Linked DNA regions of Pan troglodytes: region 1 is linked to region 2. A link is a contact called in public HiChIP or PLAC-seq data. All regions are on one chromosome and are shown on one strand. The core of a region is the stretch at or near the end of the contact, and the rest is flanking DNA. Distances in the headings are between cores, read along the strand shown.

Region 1 (3,852 bases), core at 826-3,325, 440 kb before region 2:
CACCCATGGGCACCAGCCAAGCCCGAAGGCCTTCCCAGAAATCACAACAAGCAACCAAGTTTCCAGAACCTCCTCCCCCAAAATGTCCAGGATAACAGGAATATAACAGATGATGGTCTCACCTCGCAGGATCTCAGCTATGACTCCTCCAGTCTGGCAGTTGTACCCTAACTCCTCCTGTATTGCAGCACCAATCTTGGGATCCCCAACTCCCAAGAGTACTTTCTTCTTTTTGGACGGCAGGTGGGTCTCCAAGAGCAGGCGGAGGTCCTCATGAACAACCCCTCAGGGGAAAGAACACAGTTCCCACTAACAGGCTGAAGGACAATCAACTCTAACATCCCTCAGCTGACTACCCTGGTCCCACCGAGCACGCTGGGATGGCATGCCTAGATCCCTCCCCATCAGGCATTGCTCAGAGACATGGAGACATCAGTGATTGCACTCAGGGGATTGACAGATTTGATTCGCAAGTCATCACTGCAAAGCCTGGCCCAGCCATGGGAACAACTGCATTCAGGTCTGGTAGCACAAGTGGGCAATAAATAATAGCTTGTAACACACCCTCGAGTATTTCGTAGAATTTGCCTTCTGGAACCAAACCTTTTTTTCTCAGCCTGTGTTTACCCAACTGCCCTTTCCAATCGAACAGAAAGCAGAGAACCAGACACTTGATTGTGTTTAGGCAAAACCTCGGGCACAAGTAGGTGTCAAGCCGACCCCCTTTTAAGAAACCCCCCTTTGTCGGCCGGGCACCGTCGCTCGCGCCTGTAATCTCAGCACCTTGGGAGGCCGAGGCGGGCGGATCACGAGGTCAGGAGATGGAGACTAGCCTGGCCAACATGGTGAAACCCCGTCTCTACCAAAAATACAAAATTAGCCGGGTGTGGTGGCTGGCACAGGCTTGTAATCCCAGTTACTCGGGAGGCTGAGGCAGGAGAATCGCCTGAACCAGGGAGGCAGAGGTTGCGGTGAGCCCAGATCTTGCCACTGCACTCCAGCCTGGGGGACAGACTCCATCTCAAAAAAAAAAATAAAAATAAAAAATAGTTTGTCACTACAGTGCCCACAAGGAAACGTTAACACACATCCCACATCGTCTGCTTAAACAGTTTGGTCTAGCGCAGTTCCCAGACCTTGAGCTCTGTGAAGACAATTATTTCAAATTACACATTGTATGTCTCAATACTGCCTCACGCCTATCAGACTCAGAGCCAGCCAAGGACGGCAAATACTATCACAGGCTGCCCGAGAGGATTCCGAAAGGGACCACATCTCTCTGTGATACTTGGCGGTGGCCGACTTACCTTCAGACACGGCGTTGGCATTTTCCAAGGCAACCTGGGATGAGGCAAAGGGACAAAAGGCCACCAGACGAACGATGTTGTGGAATTTGCCCAGGTTGAGCACGGACTCCTCCACCTGGGGGGAGAAAGAGGCTAAGTGGTTTCCTTCCCTCCCTCCTGCTTCTGCGGCGCAGTAAAGCAGCGGTTCCCAGCCTTGGAAGCTCTTAAAATATGCTGATACCTGGGCCCCACATCCCAGCTTCTGCTTTAATCGTACGGGGGCGGCATCCGGGAGGCTTATTTCTAATTGCTAGAGCGATTCTACCCATGGGTCAAGGTAAAGACCCCCGGATCTAGAGCTTTCCAGGTCCGCCCCCCCGCCCCGAACCGCTCGGCCGGCCACGTGGGAGCGCGCTGTGCATGCTGGGACCCGCGCGACGAGGGTCTGCGGGGCCGCCAAAGGAGCCCACGGATCTCACCCACCTGCGGCTGCAGCAGACTGATCTCCTCCACTTCCTTCAGCGCCAGCAGCGCGTAGCCGACCGCGTGCTCAAACAGCACGTGCAACAGCACCTGGAACGGGAGCCGGGGCGCGAGCGTCAACGCAACCTCAGCGTCTGCCGGAACCCGTTCCCAGGGCAGGCGCAGGCGCAGGCGCAGGCCCAGGCCCAGGCCCAGGCCCAGGCTCTGTCTGCGGCCCGAACGCAGGCCGAAACCCCCACCGTCGCGTCGCCCGCGCCCCGCAACCACTCCTCACCATGGCGCCAGCTCCCGGGTTCGGCTCGCAATGCGGCTAGCGCGCTCCGGCGCGCGGAACCAGGCTCCAGAGGCCACGCCCCCGCCCCCCCGACCAATCGGAGGCCGGGGACGACACCATCTCCGGCCTTTGGAGGGGCCGCCCAGGGTGGTATCGCCCGGAGCGCGGGCTGGGTGGCGCGGAGCGCGGGCGAGCAGGCCTTTTCTGGCCTCTGCAGCTGCGCGGGCGGGCGTGGTTGCCGGGGACGCGCGGCCCCCGATCGGGCATTGCAGGCGGCGAAACGACTTGGGAAGGCCCTTTCGGGGTAATAGTCCGGTTCCTGATGTTCTTGTCATATGAGTTACGGGCAGCAGAGCTGGGTGAAGTCGGGGCGGGAGGTCCGCGTGGGGCGCGGCGTCCATCCCAGACAGAGACCGCTGCCTAGCCGGCTTCCCGCTTCGTCCGTGGCCTCGGGCCCCAGACCCTGCGCCCCACGTCCCCGGGACCCAGGCGTTCCCGTCCCCTACTCGGGGACGAGCCTCCCCGGCGCCGGGTGGGCGGTGCATCCTTTCCTCCCACCCGTAACGGGAGCGGTGCCCGGCGCGCTCTGGCGCAGACCCTGCTGGGAATGTAGCTCGCGCAGTTTTCTTCGTACTACTAATTTATTTATTTTTTTTGTTTTTGGTTTTTTTTTTAATGACTGTAGCAGGCAGTAACGTGCGAAAGAAAGACGCTCCGGCGTCTTCCTAGGCCAGTTTCTTGTTGCTGTGCTGCACGGGACGCAGCTCCTTTCGCTGGGCCACGTGTTGCTGCTCCGCTTGAGCGGCCCTGAATTCTGGGCGCTGGTGATCGCTGAGTGAATCGCAGCTGCTTCCCTGTCCTTGAGGGCGTCTTTTGGGCACTCAGGCGAGTCTTTAGAAGTGAGTTTTGCTTTAATAATTAATATTAACGTTATAAATCCAAAACCTAGTTATACTTAAGTAGCGTATCCCCTGGTATATTTTAAAGAGTCATTCGAAGGGGATTTTTTAAAATGCTGTATAGCTATAAACTGCATTTATACATTTAATTGTTATTTTGTTAAGCGATTGAGTTACTTGACAAAATCCAAGTACATAGTTCACTCACAAATCTAATATGTCAAACCTAAAAAATATGGTTGGTAAATCTTACTCTCATAATTTCAATGTGGTTTACAGATGTGGTTGAATTCTGTTACACATGTCTACTTACGAGTCAGAATCGTTATTCCATTTAATATTTTAAAATGGAATTGCCAAGTTAATCCATACATTAGCATGTTAAATTATTTTAACCGTCATGAATACATCAAAATAGACGATTCCAAAATGTAATGGAAAATACTAATGCTAATACTTCAATTTACTTCATTATTTCTGCCCTTAATCCTGAATCTTCCTGGAGTTACAGGTGCTTATCCACTAAGCCAGGGGTTTTCAAGCAAGAAGTCAGAATGCATTAATGGACAGCATTTAAAAAGATAGGATTGGGTGGGCTATAATCCAGAACTTTAGGAGGCCGAGGCAGGCGGATCATTTAAGATCAGGAGTTCCAGACCAGCCTGGCCAACATGGTGAAACCCCGTCTCTACCAAAAAATAAAAAAATTAGCTGGACGTGGTGGAGCATGTCTGTAATCCCAGCTACTCGGGAGGCTGAGGAAGGAGAATCGCTTGAACCCGGGAGGCAGAGGCTGCACTCTAGCCTGGGCAACAGAGCAAGGCTCTGTCAAAAAAAAAAAAAGGATTAAAGCGAATAGAAATAAGAGTGTGTTGCATAGAGTAAGGTGCTGTTCATTGTAAAACTTTGT
Region 2 (4,077 bases), core at 369-2,868:
AAGTAGCATTATCAAGACCAAAATCCACCTGACTCACAGCCCAGTAGTCTTTTAAGGACACGATCCTGCCTCTTCTACAGAACCACGTAAGAGGCTGAAAAACTTTGGGAAATAAAAGGAGAAATGCAGGCAAATGTTTCTGTAATCCAGCCAGAGGCTAAGAGTCCTTGTAGCAGGACAAGTGCAATCCTTTCCAACCTCACAAGGCAAACAGACGATAATAGTTGTCAAAAGACAAAAATTACAAGAAATTTAGTTTAAAATCTTAATTGGCTTATATTTGCATTCTAGAATCAGCTGATGCCTCGTTCTATAAAACAGAATGAGTGCTCTGATGAGCTGAGCTGAGGAGGCTGGCTTTATAGACAGAAAAGGGCTGAAGAAAGCAGAAACACAGAACAAAAGCGAATTGGTTGTTTCAAAGTTATTTTCCTTGTAAAGGTTAAAGCAGAGAGGACTTCCTCATCATGCCAGCTAAAGCTGGTTTATTTGGGGATTTGGCTATATTAACTGTCTCTCTCTCCTGATTTCTAGGAAAGTCAAATAAGCAACTTAGTTTCAGCTTGGTGGCATGGAACTTCAGCATAAGTGACTCCATGTTGGGTTGATCTGTTGGGCATAGTGCAGGAGCTCAGTCCAAACCAATAGCCTCTTATAAATTTTATTTAACATAGTGATAACAACAATATGACCATGGTAATAATAGAGGCAGCTTACTATGTGCCTGGCACCATTCTAGGGACTTCACAATCTTTTTTTTAATGTCCTAAGTTCTTGAAGGCAAGAGACTTTACAAATATTAACTACTATAATTATTATAACGATATTAAGTGGGTACTATTATTATCCCCACTTTTTAATGAGGCAAGGTTGAGAGGTCAACTAAGTTGCCCCAGGCAAGCCCATGAGCACTTGCCACGTGCTAGAAACTAAGTCCAGAAATTGTACTAAGTACAATTAAGTCGTTTAATACTCAAAGCAATCCCAAGATACCTGCTATCATTATCACCACTTTCAGAGGGAACCAACAGAGCTCAAGGCAGCCTGAACCCGGAGCCCGCGCTTAGCCACCAGCTGCGTGGCTGAGGGCAGGGCGCGCTGACCCAGGCTGGGTGCGCGTGGGGCGGGGGCTGGGTAGAGATCTGTTCGCTCGAGTCCTCAGCAAGGGCCGCACTGGACGTCAGCTCTGAGTGTGACCAAGGCCCTCGGCTTCTCCAGATCTGGACGCCCCAGCCCGGGAGCTCCGTGCCAGCGAGCCTCCGAGCATCGCGGGCCGCTACTGCCCCCTGCCGCCGCCCGGGCCTTGCAGGGAGAGCTTGCCCGGAGCAGAGGCGCGCGGCCACCGGGCCCCGGCAGCTCCCAGCCACGACCACCCAGAGACCCCGCAGAGGAAACGGAAGCCGCCGCCCGGCACTTTCTGAATTCCTCTCTCCGCCCTCAGGTCCCTGCGGCCTCCCCTCACCTTCGTCACTTCTCGTGGGCTGGCGGATAGAGCCCAGCGGCTCCCCACCCACTCGGCTCGCAGCCCGCGCTCCCAACGCCCGAGTTGCCATGGTGAAGGACGCGGGAGAAACGCCGGAAGGAGCACGGACCCCAGGGAGAGCGCGGAGGAGGCCGCGCGGGTCCTTCCTCCACCTGGGCCCAGGCACTTCCGGTCTCGTAGGCGTCGGGGAAAGCTCTTTGCGGACTTCGCTGCGGGCTTGGGATCTCCGACATGAAGGGAAGCGGGGGCTGGAGGACGCAGAGACTCTCCCTGGGCTGCTCGAAGTCCAAGGCTGTAACCCGGCTCCGGTCCTCATTTTCCCGCCGTCAGTGCCGGCTGCCTGCAGTTGCCATGGTGACGCGGGCCGCGGAGCAGGGCAAGGTCCCAAGTCGCGTGCAGTTGCTCCTCGCCGTCGCCACTCTCCTGCACCAGGCTGTGGGTAGTAGACGTCAAAAGAGATACACCAGAGCGCGACCCAGACTCGGGACCGCCGGGGTGGGGGCTGCTTCAGGCATTGGACACACTTCCTGGGCGCCTCGTGACCGCACCCTCCTGGCCTCACACCGCGGGGTGGGTTTGCACGAGGGTGGGCCGAGCCCTGTCGCTGAGCGACTCTGACCTTTTTAAGGCCACCTAGCTTTGGGTACAATGGATGTCTCATACTGAATTTTAATCAGCTTCTTACTGGAGGACATTAATGTTTGTTCAGTCTTTGTTACTACAAAAAATACTAGAGTAGCGTGGTAATATCCTTGTATGTACGTGCACACGTGCAACTTTTTCTGTAAATTTCCAGAAGTAAAATTTCTATGTCAAAGACCAGATGCAATTTTAATTTTCATGAATATGACTAAATTGCTCTTCAAAGACACTAGCAAATTTACATCTCCACCAAAACTGGAGTCCGATAATTTTAATTAGGATTATATCAACAGTGATGAACTGTTGCAAAAGAATTTTCCAGAGCATTTTCCATTAAACCAATTCTTTGATCAGTTTTTTTAAATACAACATAGTTAAATAGTATCCATATCCATTTTTATTTTATGGAAATTGTCTTTACTGAGTGATTCTTTTACATATAAATTTCATGATAAAGATTTTACTTCTTTAAAATTTGTATGTCGAATTTTACTTTGGTTTCCATCGTTGTGATATTTTGTATTTCATGCTCATGTTATTGAAAAAGGAAAAAAAAAGGCAACCCCGACATTCAGAAGCTAGCCTGGCATCACAGCTCCACCATGTTATCCTCCTATTGTACGTAGCGTCACAAAATAACAACCTCACATATGGTTACAGAGAGCCTGATAAAGTGAGACATAGCAAATCTACTTTGAAATTTTGTCTAAGCACAGACAAAAACACGGTCACTGTGCCACTCACAAAATACCAAACACCCGTCTTGGAGAAAATGAGTGACTGCTACTTCTTTTCTCTCTCTCTCTTTTTTTTTTTTTTTTTTGAGTCAGAGTCTCGCTCTGTCGCCCAGGCTGGAGTGCAGTGGCAGGATCTCGGCTCACTGCAAGCTCCGCCTCCCAGGTTCACGCCATTCTCCTGCCTCAGCCTCCCAAGTAGCTGGGACTACAGGTGCCCACCACCACGCCCAGCTAATTTTTTGTATTTTTAGTAGAGATGGGGTTTCACTGTGTTAGCCAGGATGGTCTCGATTTCCTGACCTCATGATCTGCCTGCCTCAGCCTCCCAAAGTGCTGGGATTACAGGCGTGAGCCACCGTGCCCGGCCCCCTGCTAACTAATTACAGTTTTATCTTTCTTCTAGTTTGCCTTCTCTATAGATTAGATTTATTGAGATACCCAATCATGGAATTGGCTCCTGCTTCCTGACCACTTCCAGTCTAGGGCGAATCCAACTTCCATAGGCCCTCCTTAAATTACCAATAAAAGCTGAAACCCAGTAATAGGTTCTTTATAACACCTCTTTTCGAAGATACCCGCCCATAGTTCTGTCATGGTATGTACTCTCCCTCAGTGCAACCCAACTTGTTCAACTATAGGTGTGTCCCGGTGGTCTTTGGCTAAAAGGCATTGACACTAGCAAGTTCTATTTTCTTTTCTTTCTAAGACACGGTCTCACCCTCTTGCCCAAGCTGTAGTGCAGTGGCACCATCAGGGCTCACTGCAGTGTCAACTTTCAGGCTCAAGCAGTCTTCCCACCTCAGCCTCCCAACTAGCTGGGACTACTGGCATGCACCACCCCGCCTGGCTGATTTTCATTTTTGGAGACAGGCTTTCACTATGTTGCCCAGGCTGATCTCGAACTCCTGGGCTCAAGGGATCTGCCTGCCTTGGCCTCCCAAAGTGCTGGGATTACAGGCATGAGCCACCATGCCCAGCCGCCATAGTTCCATTTCCTTTGGCAAAATTTTGTGGGTCCAAAAATCTGTCAATGGCAGTCCTCTACAAATGTTTTGTAAGAAGCAAATTTTACATGGGCAGTCTGTTTTAGTTTGCATTGATTATTTCAACCAGATCTGATTTCCTTTGCTTCTTGTAATTTCCAGTGTTACCTTTAAGATGTGAGTCTTCTGAGTTCTTTTCATAACAAATTTCACAGGTGCCATCTTAACCACT

The links. HiChIP or PLAC-seq counts read pairs in DNA pulled down with a chosen protein or histone mark.
Region 1: a contact with region 2 is called in an H3K4me3 HiChIP or PLAC-seq map of stem cell-derived excitatory neurons, with 2.4 times the contacts expected there. The contact joins the promoter of NOP56 here to the promoter of TGM3 in region 2. A contact is called at or near these places in 1 of 7 Hi-C or Micro-C datasets (stem cell-derived neural progenitor cells) and 1 of 1 datasets of contacts at active chromatin or transcription factors (stem cell-derived excitatory neurons).

What each region holds. Positions count from the first base shown.
Region 1 is chr21:9,283,532-9,287,383 of NHGRI_mPanTro3-v2.0_pri, reverse strand. It overlaps NOP56 (NOP56 ribonucleoprotein), which reads right to left and starts at 2,075. Exons shown (of 12, transcript NM_001244674.3): 1 at 2,044-2,075; 2 at 1,770-1,859; 3 at 1,308-1,422; 4 at 123-284. The coding sequence starts at 2,046. MIR1292 (microRNA mir-1292) reads right to left here and starts at 1,923; the gene lies at 1,859-1,923. LOC112206585 (small nucleolar RNA SNORD110) reads right to left here and starts at 486; the gene lies at 412-486.
Region 2 is chr21:8,841,750-8,845,826 of NHGRI_mPanTro3-v2.0_pri, reverse strand. It overlaps TGM3 (transglutaminase 3), which reads right to left and starts at 1,618. Exons shown (of 15, transcript XM_063803236.1): 1 at 1,463-1,618. The region is part of intron 3 of STK35 (serine/threonine kinase 35); the gene reads right to left.